2 separate regions of the Sus scrofa genome follow, and region 2 is linked to region 1. A link is a contact called in public HiChIP or PLAC-seq data. All regions are on one chromosome and are shown on one strand. Each heading gives the region's core, a stretch centred on a gene start, on an enhancer-like site or on the middle of the called end of the contact. The rest is flanking DNA. Distances are from core to core; before and after follow the strand shown.

Region 1 (5,534 bases), core at 2,047-4,546:
TAGTGCGGGTGCTGCCTTCCATCTCAGACAAGCAGAGTTGGGCACCCTGGGCCCTGAACACAATGGGGGCCCTGACAGCTCTGTCCACCCTGCCCGAGGACACTCACTGCATCTGCAGTCCCCTGGAGAGGCTCCTGTGCTGCTCCAGAACCCATGTGGGTAGGAGGCCCACTGGCATGGGCATGCCAGAAAAGACCCTCCCCACCCCAGCTCCCACTGGAGTATTCAGGCCACCCCAAGAGAAACACGTGGTCTACAGCTGGGCTCCCACACAGCAAATGCTTCCACCTTTGCAGGCCACACTGCCAACACAACCACAAAACTATAAACACAGAAGAACACTCAGGAGATTGAGGCTGTTAAAAACCAACCCCTTTAGGTCCTTCTTGAAGCTCTGTCACGCATTAGCAGGCTGTGAGAATGTGATGCTCCAGACCCAACACTGTGCGGCCCCGTGTGGTCCCAGTGGGTGGGAGAAGGCCTGGGGACGGGGCCTGGGTGAGAGACGCAGGGGGCAGGGCACAGGAGCTGCACGCACCCGAAGGCAAGGAGAAGACTGTTGTCTTTATTGCTTTGGGGAAGGGCAGGGCTCAGGCGCTCTTGGTGGGGCGGGTCCGCTTCCTCTTCACCATCACTGGCTTCTGGCTGCGCAGGATGGCGCTGGCTCTGCGGATGGCGGCCTGGGAGGCAAGGCTGGCTCAGTGCACCCACCCCACGAGCTGGGACCCTGCCCCACTCCAGGAGGATAATGGTGCCCCTTCTCCAGAAAGCCGCCCCTCCCAGCACTGGCTGGGCTCTCTGGGCGCCCACGGAGTCACCCCCCGTACCTGCCACGGCCTCACTGGGCTCCCACTCACCATGCGCAAATCCGGGCGGTACTTGTTCTTTCGGATCATGTGCCGGATGCTGCTGAGAGTGGCTCGGGCGTTCTTGTTGATGGTGGTCCGCACGTAGGAAGTGGCCGGCTTTCGCTGGCCTGGTGGGAGAAGGGAGAAGAGAGCCCCCAGGGGTCAGTCGGGTGGTCTGGTCCTCTGTGCCCACCCCTAGTGCGAGGGTACGATCTCACCCAGAGGACCTGGGTGGGTGCCTGGGCTGTGTGAGCCTGCACATGGTGCCCCATCTCTGGGCATCAATTTATAGGACGATGGCAGGCGAGGCCCAGCACCTGTACAGGTGTGTCTTCCCCACCCAGCTGTGCAGACACAGCACTGCTCGTCTCACAGCACAGATTTAGAAGCAGAAGCAACGGGGACTCCCTTGTCCACATGCACACAGCAGTTATCAGAATCTGAGAAGCCCAGCTGAGGCGGGCATTCGCAGCACTATGGCAGCCAGGGAGTGGGCACTCCCCAGAAAGCAGCTCTGGCTCCTCTCCCTTCTGCACCCTCCAGGGCCCAAGACAACTCCTCTGCACCAAATGTCTAATACGCCACACTGTGAGGCCTGGCTCTGATGCTGGGGTGATGCTGGACCACGGGAAGACCAGGGGCAATTAAGAGTCCTAGGGTAAGCCCTCACCTGAGCACAAGTGAGCCTGGACTCCACTGCCCAGGATAAAAGAAAAACACCCCCTTTACCGTGTCACAGGGCTGATGGGGTCCCACGCTCCTGGTTTCCCCCAAGAAGCCAAGGACCCATGCCATAGAGAAGGTTTATGTTACCTCCTCAGGTCAAGCCAGTTTCTGACTACCCAGAAAGGGCCACCCGACAATTCAAGAAGAGAAAGCAAAGCCTTGGGGGCTCAACACACCAGAACAGGGTTCTCAGGAGTGTGGGAAGCTGGGAAGCTCAACAGCACAAGGAACTGGCTGCTCGTGGGGCTGCTTCGCAGGGAAGGGGCTATCCCTTCCCCTCTGAGATGGAGGCAACAGGTGTGGTCACTGCTGTCACTGAACCAAGACACTGGACTCAACCCAAACGGAAACTGGCCCTCACAAGAGACGGAGGAAAAACTTTTCCTATCTCAAACCCTCCACCCCGAAAAACAAAAAGATAGCTGTGATACCCTGCCTCTTCTTGACTCCGAGTCTAAATAAAAAGGCCTGGCCGCGCCTGAGAGCGGTTTAGGGGGGTGGGAGGCTAAGCATCCCTTCTGAGTCCTTGCAGCCACAAAGGGGGTCACGCCACTGCCTCAGACCCAAGCTGTCACTTCCTACACGTGGGAGCTAGAAAGGCCCCCACCTGTCTGCCCAATTTTCCCACCCTTTGAGACTGACATTCACTGAGCTGTTTTAAAGACTTATCCTAAACACAACACTGAATCATACCTCCCCGAAACATAAATCCTGGTGAGGGGACAACTTGAGGACCTATTCATGACTTTTCAAACGATGAAACAAGCAAAGCAGCCTGGCCAGCTCATACAGGGGGAGGGCAAGCTTGAAGAGCCAGCTTCCCAGGCAACTGTCCTGACCCCAAGAAACCTTAGTGCTGCTGCCCGACACTGAGAAACCATAGCTCCTCGCCCGTGTGGGGGGGTCTGTCGCCCGGCCGAGCCAGGGCAGATGCTTACCGGATCTCCGCTTCATCACCACCACGACCCCTTTGCCGTCCGCCGCCGGCTCCACGCCCACGGTCTTGTGGTGAATCAGCCCGTTGTAGCGGAAGGAGTTGCGGGCCTTCAGGTTATTGGGTTCCTGGGAAGCGGGACACATGGCGGTCGCGAAAGGGGCCAGGGCCCAGCGGTCGTAAAGGTCCCTCCCTCAGACCCAGGCGTCGGGGCCCCACTTACGGTGCTGTACGTCTGCTTGTTCCTCTTGATGAGGAAGCTGGAGCAGTTCCGCACCACCATCCATTGCAGGTGCGCGGACATAACGGCAGCTGCGGAGGAAGGGGCCCGGGAAATGTCAAGGGAGCAGCAGGCCGACGGTGAACAACAGGGGAAGGCCGCGTGTGGGGACCTGGGGAATGGGGGAACCGTGTGGGCCGAGAGCGCTTAGAAATCTGCCAGGCGGGGCTGGGCGGCCTAAGGTAGAGGAGCTGAACTTAGGCGGCCGAGACTACGAGCGACAAGAAAATGAAAATGCACAGCGACCTAGGGCGGCGGGGCTCGGGGGCAGCCAGGGAGGCGAGCGGCGCAGCGAGAGAGGCCAGGCAAGGGCACAGACCCACGGCGGCGGGCGCGAGACGGCCACGCGGGCGGACAAGAGGCCGCACCTCACCTCCTCTCCGTGCGGCGGCCGGAGACGGAAAGAGACACGCCGGGGGCGGAGCGACGCTTTTAATACCCACACGCATTTCCGCTTCCTCTCTGGGCACGCGCGTCGACTGTCCCCCGCCTCTCCCCTCCCGTCTCCGAACCAGCTCGGCAACGCTCGGCTATTTCCGCCAGCCCGTCGCAAAACCCTTCGGGGATTTTCGGAACTCTTCGGCTAGGGACCCGAGGGCGTGTTCTCGACGCGGAAGGGGACAGTTTGGATAGCCCTTCTTGTGTTGTCGGAAGCCCACGGCTGGGTTTCCGATTGTGTCCACCTCTAGAAGCCCCACGGCCCCTTCCTCAGCGGCCTCTTCCAATATTGCCACCCATTGCTGGCCACAGAATGGATGCTCAACTCAATAAATATTTGTTTTATGAAGGAACGTGAGAGTGCCTGAACTATTAAAACCTAGCTCTGCTCCATAGTCTTCGGGTGCTTCCAGTCTTCTTCGTAGGCCCTCGGCTATTCCCGAAGAAGGTAGTTAAGTAGTTTCGGACATTTTCGAAACTCTCCGGAAACGCTCTTCGGAGGGGCGGCCGCCTTCCCACTTATTGGCCCGTGCCCCTTCGGATCTGCTCGGAAACAGTCGATCTCCAATCGGCTACGTTCGGAACCCCTCGGCTAACTCCAGGAACCCCCTGTTATTTCCCCCTCCCCAGGGCCGTCTTAAAATTAAATCCAGAGCTATTTGAGTCTAGAGAGAAGCCTGACGGAACCTTCTCGCAGACTGTCTCCGCAGGGAACCGTGGATTTCCTCTTAAGGGCGAGTTGCGTTTGGAGGAAAAGATTTGTCTGGGAAAGCTCTTGGTTCCTTGAGGGTTTCCATACTTGTTTGCCCTGCCTCTTCCCTGTGCCCCGCGGCCTCCCCCATCCTCCTCCAGCCTGCCCCATGTCACCTGTTACACTTTATAGACGTTTGTTTTCTGTCGTCAGGGTCATCTTTAAGGAGCAGGAACCTTGCCTGATATATCTCTGTGTCTTCGGCCTGACCAGCACAGAGACTCCAAGGGAACAAAAGGAATGACAGTCCCTTGGCACCCCATTAGCGCGCTTTGATGTGATCATGTCCAGCAACTCCTCGAGGGGAGGGCAGGGACCTTGTCTGGTCCATCTCTCTGTGCACCTGGACTTCGCGAGTAATACATCCTGAGAGTCTAAAGACCCCAGGAGAAACCTGAGCCAACGGGAATGTTGGGGGTTACCCTCCTGCCTTCATCACGGAGCTCTGATCCGATGGTGGCGGCAGAGTTCCTGTGAGTGTCTGATCCGCCTTTGCGATCATTAATCATTCGCTCTGGGCCACACAGGAGGCCGGCAGTGACTGAGAGCAGCCTCAGCTCCACGGAGCCGTTTCCTTCCTTAAGGCACTCTGTTGACTCCCTGCCTCCCAGAGTTCCTTGAGGTTCAGGGCCTTGTCTGATCCTTCTTTTTCACCCCATCTGTTCCCACTGGTGCACCGGGGGCGGAGGCGCCTGGAGGTAGGCACTGAACAGAAACTATGCTCGGGCTCCCAGAGCGCCCTACGTTGCCTCCACTAGAACACCCTGAATTTTGACCATGCGCTGCTCCGAGTTCCTTGGGATACAGAGGCCGCACGCATCTTTGCGTCCCGCTGTTCCCAGCATAGGCTTCTGAAGGCCAGGTCCTGCCCAGAAAACACAGCTAGATCGCCTCCGGGCCAGGCCAGTCTGTACTGCTCAGGTGACCAGGCGGGAGCCGGGCACACCTGGCGCGGTCCCCTGACCCCGCCCCGGGCCGGGCCGCGCCCGGAACGCGGAAAGCTCTCGGTCGGAGCCAGCGGCGGCGGCGGCGGCGGAGCACGGCCATGGCGGCGGCGCCGGCGGTAGGCGCCTCGCAGGGGGCCCCGCCGGGCGCACCGTTCCCGCCGGCGGGCGCGCCGGTGCCCTCGTCCGGCCTGGGCCGCTGCCGGATGGCGCTGCTCCTCGCCGTGGCGCTGGACGTGGCGGGCATGGCGGCGCTGCTGACCGGCGTGTTCGCGCAGCTGCAGGTGCGCGGCCGGGACTTCGGCGACCTGCTCATCTACTCGGGCGCGCTGCTCGTCTTCCTGAGCCTGCTCGGCTGGATCCTCTGGTACACCGGCAACATCGAGATCTCGCGCCAGGAGCTCGAGCGCGACTACGGCCTGCGGCCCTCGGCGCTCGCCCGCCTCGCGCGAAAGCTCTCCCGCCGCTGGTCGGCGCCAGCTTCCTCCGCGGCGGGCCGGCGCGCCGCGCCCGGCTCCCGGGGAGCGCGCCGCGCCGCCCGCACGCCCCCGCCGCCGGCCGCCGGCTCCCGCCGCGTGCGCCTGCAGCTCGCCACGCTCGAGGCCGGGCCTGG
Region 2 (5,534 bases), core at 2,182-4,681, 99 kb before region 1:
TTTTTTTTTTTTTTTTTTTTTTGTCTTTTTGCCATTTTCTTGGGTCGCTCTCGCGGCACATGGAGGTTCCCAGGCTAGGGGTCGAATCGGAGCTGTAGCCACCAGTCTATACCAGAGCCACAGCAACACGGGATCCGAGCCACGTCTGCAACCTACACCACAGCTCACAGCAACGCAGGATCCTTCACCCACTGAGGAAGGCCAGGGATCAAACCCACAACCTCGTGGTTCCTAGTCGGATTTGTTGACCACTGAGCCATGACGGGAACTCCCCACGCCCAGTTTTATCCCACATCCTTGCCACCGGCAGACATTGGCACTCTCACAGGATGCCACGCGAGGGGGTGGGAGGAGGTGGAGGAGCTGCAGTTTCGCTACAGATGACCAAACGGAAGCCCAGCGACAGCAAGGACTTCTTGCAAGGTCACACGACTCAAACCTGCGGGCGAGCCACACAAGGTCTACCCAGTTCCCTCTGGGGGCAGGTCTCCTGGCTCTCACCCCACGCCTTCCCTGGGGAGCTTCTATTTACAATTCGATTCAAGGGCCGCTGCCCGCTTCCCCTGGAGGCCCGCACCCTGCAGTAGGCTTCTTGGGTCCTTCAGAGCTAATTCAGTCCCAGGCTCCTTCCCAGACTCCCAGGCCAGACTGTGAATTCTGCCGTTTGAAGCCAAGCTCTGTCCTTTGCGATCCTGATCTCTCTGTACCTCGATTTCCCTACATGTAAAATGGGGATCAGGAGAGTACTTAACTCGTGCTCCGTGGGGAGGAAATGGGGTGCACTGTGCTGGTGCATTCAGCAAACGTGAGCTACCGTTACCATCTGGCTATTACACTCATCCAAGTTCTACATGTAAGCCGGCATCGAGCCTTGGGCACCCTCTCCTCTCCATGACCTCACAGCTATCACATACAGCGGTGCCCCAAATCCATGAGTCAAGCCACCTTCCCACTGGGTATGGAAACTCCGGGAGACCCCGCCAGCCGCCTGCATTGCCTCATCTGCATAGTTGCTCATCTCACAGCTGCAAATCCCATGCTGTGGATTCACGTTTCCAGCCGAGACGCTCCTGGGAGCTCAGAACCACATATCTCACGTCCCCACTGTGGTGTGTCGAACGCATCGCCCATGGAGCTTTTAATGTCCCCACTCTGGATCCTGTGCACCCACCAAAGGCGGGCCCCCACGCCCTACCTCCCTCTCCCCAGCCCCCCCACCCCCCACCCCACCACTCAAGCCCATCCACTCAACCCCCAGGATACAGCTTGAACACAGCACTTCTGCCTCTGTGTTGCCTGCCATCCTGGTCGAGGCCACGGTCACCTCCATGGACCTCCTAGTCTCCCTGCATGCACTCCTGCTCCTGGAGCCACTCTCCTGTGGCATCCTGAGTGGCTGCTTTGACCACCTCCTTCCTAACTTAAACTGCTCCATCAAGGGCTTCTGCACAGGGGATAAAACCCAGCCTCTGACCTCACCTCCTAGCTCGCTCACTCCACTCTGGCCACACGGGCATCCTTGTCGTTCCCACAGCCCCACCACAGGGCCTTTGCACATGCTTCTCCCTCCACCTGGAATGCTCCCTTGGCTCCCTTCAGGCTCCCTGTCACAGCAAACATCTTCACAATGGACAAGAGGCCTCACCTCCTGCCATCACCCCCATCGACCACTCCACTCTGACCCCACGACCTTGCTGCCGTTTTGTGAACCACCTCCTCACTTCAGGGCCTTTGCACGTGCTGCTCACTCTCGATAGAACACCGCCAACCAGGTATTTGCATGGCCTTGTCCTTCTCCTGCACTTCAATAGCATTTTCTTAGTAAGTCATCTCTTGAACATCCTATTTTATTTTATTCTTTTTTTAGGGCTGCGCCAGCTGTATATGGAGGTTCCCAGGCTAGGGGTCTAATCAGAGCTACAGCTGCCAGCCTACGCCACAGCCACAGCCACATGGGATCCTAGCCACATCTGCGACCTACACCACAGCTCACAGCAACACTGGATCCTTAACCCACTGAGCGAGGCCAGGAATCGAACCTGCAACCTCATGGTTCCTGGTCAGATTCGTTTCTGCTGCGCCACAACAGGAACTCCCATCCTATTTTACATGGCAACTCTGAGCCCTCCCCTGTTCTGCTCATCACTGCTATGTTCCCGGGGGTCAGTACTCATGCTTGCCACACAGCAATCATTTGAAATACAAATTAACATCTGCATCTCCAAATTTCATCATGCAGGAAGCCTCAGCAGTGTAGCTTCAATGAAAATCCAAACTTCACAAGCCTCCAGCGTCATCGCCTGTACACTCCGTCTAGTCTTACCTGGCGATCTCTCACTTGCTTATTCGCTCCTTCATTCATTCAATAAATAGGTAAAAAGTCTCCCTACAACAGATCCCATGGTAGACCAAATACCACTCTCCAAAGATATCCATACCCTGATCCCCAGAACCTGTGAATATGTTACCTTTTGTGGCAAAGGGGACTTTGTAGATGTAGTTAAGGGTCCAGACCTTGAAACGAAGAGATTAACCTGTATTAATCCAAGGGGACCCAATCTAATCACACAAATCCTTAACACCAAAGAAACTCCCAGTGGTAGAGACAGCATGTCAATGTGTCATGGCAGCGGTAAAAAAAGAACACAGCTAAACAAGAGAGCTGAAAGTCTGGCAGAGATGACGTGCCCCAGGCCGGCAGTGCAATTCTATCACCTCCAGCCTTTGCTCCTCGGAGAATCTGCTTCCTGCGGATGTCTGCTAGTGGAAATGAGAGCATCTCTCCTCTGCGAGGTCTTTCCCAACCATTCTGCTAGAAACACTCACTCATCCCTCAGCCGTTGTTCATTTACGGTAACTCTTTAACAACCCATGTTTTGTGGTTTTAAACGATTTCACACGTTTTGCTCATTGGGTTAGGTCCTGAGGTCATGCAGCTCTTTCCAATCCCAGTGGAGCCACCAGGGGAACGCACGTTTGTAATGCCTTCAGTAACTCCGCACTCTTTCCAAACCCAACGAGCCAGCTACATGCGACACCATTTAAAGCGGACCTCAATCTCTGAGCCTTGCTTCCCCACACCTCCTGAAACACAGAGGCCACACCCCTAGGCAGTCACACCATATCACCCAGGTGGAATGAGGCGTGCCTGGCACAGTGAGCTCTCCTTGACTTTCTTGGGACCCTGGGGCTGTTTGTTTTTTGGAGAAAGAAACTGGGGTTCAAAGAAGTGGTGTTCTTGTTTTCAAAGCCACCTGCTAATGAGGATACCCTCTCCCCCGAGCCCGCCCTCCCTCCAAGTTTCCCGTCACTAAGGACGTATGTGTGACTCCCGAGACTTCCATCGCGCCGTAAGTATGCAGTTCTGCACTTACTTACGCCCATGGACCGCCCCTCCCCAACCAGGAAGAGGAGCTCCCCACAGCCGGCCGGACCCAGCCGCTCACGAAGCCGCTCGCGGCCAGCATCGGACCGTCTCCACCACAAGGCGGCGCTACGGGATAGGGAGGCGGCGCCGGGTGGCAGAGAACAAAGGCTCTGGAATCTTGGCCACACCGCACCTGAGAGCGGCAGGTCTAGAAACTGAGCCCTAACTCACAATTTAGGTGCTCCCCGAGCCCAAGTCGCCAAGCCCCCGAGGTCCGCTCCTCCCCGCGGGTCAGCACCACAACCATCTGAGACAGACGCCACCTAGCGGGAGGGCAGCGCGCCTCACCCCTCGCCGGCTTTTACAGCCGCCAACTGGCCAATCAGGACGCAGAGCGCGCCTATGACGCCTTCCGGCCCGCCCCTCCACCCGAGGCCCCGCCCCCTCGCCGAGGGCCGTGGAGTGCGCGTGCGTGCTGAGCGTGCGGGGCGGGGGGGGGGGAGAAAGGCGACAAATGGCCCGAGGGCCAGGGTCCTGCGGAGGGATCAGAACCGGCGACGCCCGGGGCAAGTGGCTGGATGAACCATGCAAGAAATGGAGGGAGGGAGAGACAGGAGAGGGAATGGTGGGATGGACACGCAGAAAGATGAGGGACGGAGGAAGGGAGAGGGGAGAACCCACCCTGGGCAGGGGGCGCGGATCGAGTGTGAAGCGGTGGAGGGCGAGGCAGTGGGAGCGCAAGGGACAGGGAGCCTCTGGAGGGAGAGGAAAGGAAACCGGGCACGAAAAACTGAAAAATGGGGGTAACCAGGTGTGCCCTTGGTAAGCAGAGAAAAAATGTGAAAGAGAGGCTGTGAGGCCATGGAGACAAGGACAAGGGCGGGGGTGGTGAAAGAGAAAGACAAAAATAGACCCAAAGACCCAAAGAAAGAGAAACTGACTGTGAAAAACTGAGTGTGGAATAGGGAAGATGAGCGTGAGAAACTCGAAATGAAAATGAAAGAAGAGTAGGACACAGGAGATGGAGAGGGCGTCAAAAAACGAGGACGCGAGAGAAAACATCGGATGCAGAGGGGAAAAAAGATAAAGACGCCCGGGGGAAAAAGGCGAACTAGAAATGATGGGAGTGTGAAGTTAAGAAAGACGTGAGAAAGAGGGTGGGACAGTGGGGGAAAGTAGCCTGATGGAGATGAGGAGGGTGAGAAATTAAAAGAAAAAAGAGGGAGCGTGTGAGGAGGAGGAGCAGAGGTGGATCAGGAGGGACCCCTGGGTACAGACAGAGGTCTCTCTCTCTCTCTCTCACACACACACACACACACACACACACGCACCAGGTGGAGAAATGGGCCCAGGCGTGGCAGCCGAGCTGGAAGGAGAGAAACAGGCACCGAGACAGGCCACGGGCCAGAACCCTGGGTCTGGATGACACCATCCCGCCTCAGCCACAGTCTGACCCAGACCAGAGTGCAAGCTGGGAGGACGGGCTCAAGGGCTGGGGTTGGCAGGCCGGGTGTCCAGAGGGTGGCCTCCGGCATGTGGTCCAGAGGATTCGCGTTGAGGGGGCTCTGGATGGGGCCCAGGCTCCAGGATCACGGCTGATTCCCAGAGGCCCTCGTGCGTCTGCAGGAGGGCTGTGGGCTCCGGCTTTGCGGAGCCTGGTCTGGTTCTCAGAGACACCCGAGGTCTCCTCTTCGAGGCTCTGTGGCACCCGAAGAGGGAGGGTCTTTAGGGTCTCTGGAGGGAGGCCGGCTCATTGAGGGTCTTTCTTTTCTTCTTGTGTGTGTGTGTGTGTGTGTGTGTGTGTGTTTGCCATTTCTTGGGCCGCTCTTGCAGCATATGGAGGTTCCCAGGCCAGGGGTCTAATCGGAGCTGTATCTGCCGGCCTACGCCAGAGCCACAGCAACGTAGGATCTGAGCCGCGTCTGCAACCTACACCACAGCTCACGGCAATGCCAGATCCTTAACCCACGGAGCAAGGCCAGGGATCGAACCTGCAACCTCATGGTTCCTCGTCGGATTCGTAAACCACTGCGCCACGACGGGAACTCCGAAGAGGGTCTTTCTGAGAGCCCGGCAGTGAGGTTTATGGAGGCCCCCGCCCGCCCCGGCCCAGCCCCTAACCTGTGCCTGGAAGGCGCCTCGTTGCTGTGGCGGCGACGGCGGGGGT

Evidence for each region. HiChIP or PLAC-seq counts read pairs in DNA pulled down with a chosen protein or histone mark.
Region 2: a contact with region 1 is called in an H3K27ac HiChIP or PLAC-seq map of alveolar macrophages. The contact joins the enhancer-like site here to the promoter of RPL28 in region 1. A contact is called at or near these places in 1 of 5 promoter capture datasets (liver), 3 of 47 Hi-C or Micro-C datasets (embryonic fibroblasts, heart right ventricle and liver) and 2 of 2 datasets of contacts at active chromatin or transcription factors (alveolar macrophages and skeletal muscle).

Annotation. Positions count from the first base shown.
Region 1 is chr6:59,554,348-59,559,881 of Sscrofa11.1, reverse strand. It overlaps RPL28 (60S ribosomal protein L28), which reads right to left and starts at 3,296. Exons shown (of 5, transcript XM_021095010.1): 1 at 3,162-3,296; 2 at 2,732-2,820; 3 at 2,513-2,636; 4 at 858-976; 5 at 545-680. The coding sequence starts at 3,237. The coding sequence ends at 591. TMEM238 (transmembrane protein 238) reads left to right here and starts at 3,869. Exons shown (of 2, transcript XM_021095016.1): 1 at 3,869-5,534. The coding sequence starts at 5,023.
Region 2 is chr6:59,653,443-59,658,976 of Sscrofa11.1, reverse strand. SSC5D (soluble scavenger receptor cysteine-rich domain-containing protein SSC5D) reads right to left here. Exons shown (of 14, transcript XM_021095020.1): 12 at 5,489-5,534. Among named protein-coding and RNA genes, the nearest start is that of SSC5D, 15 kb to the right of the region's middle. Within about 2 kb of position 3,431, at least 53 of the 83 cell types and tissues checked have an H3K27ac peak or open chromatin away from gene starts, as enhancers often do. A contact at or near this core is called in alveolar macrophages, embryonic fibroblasts, liver and 1 more, where this site is marked.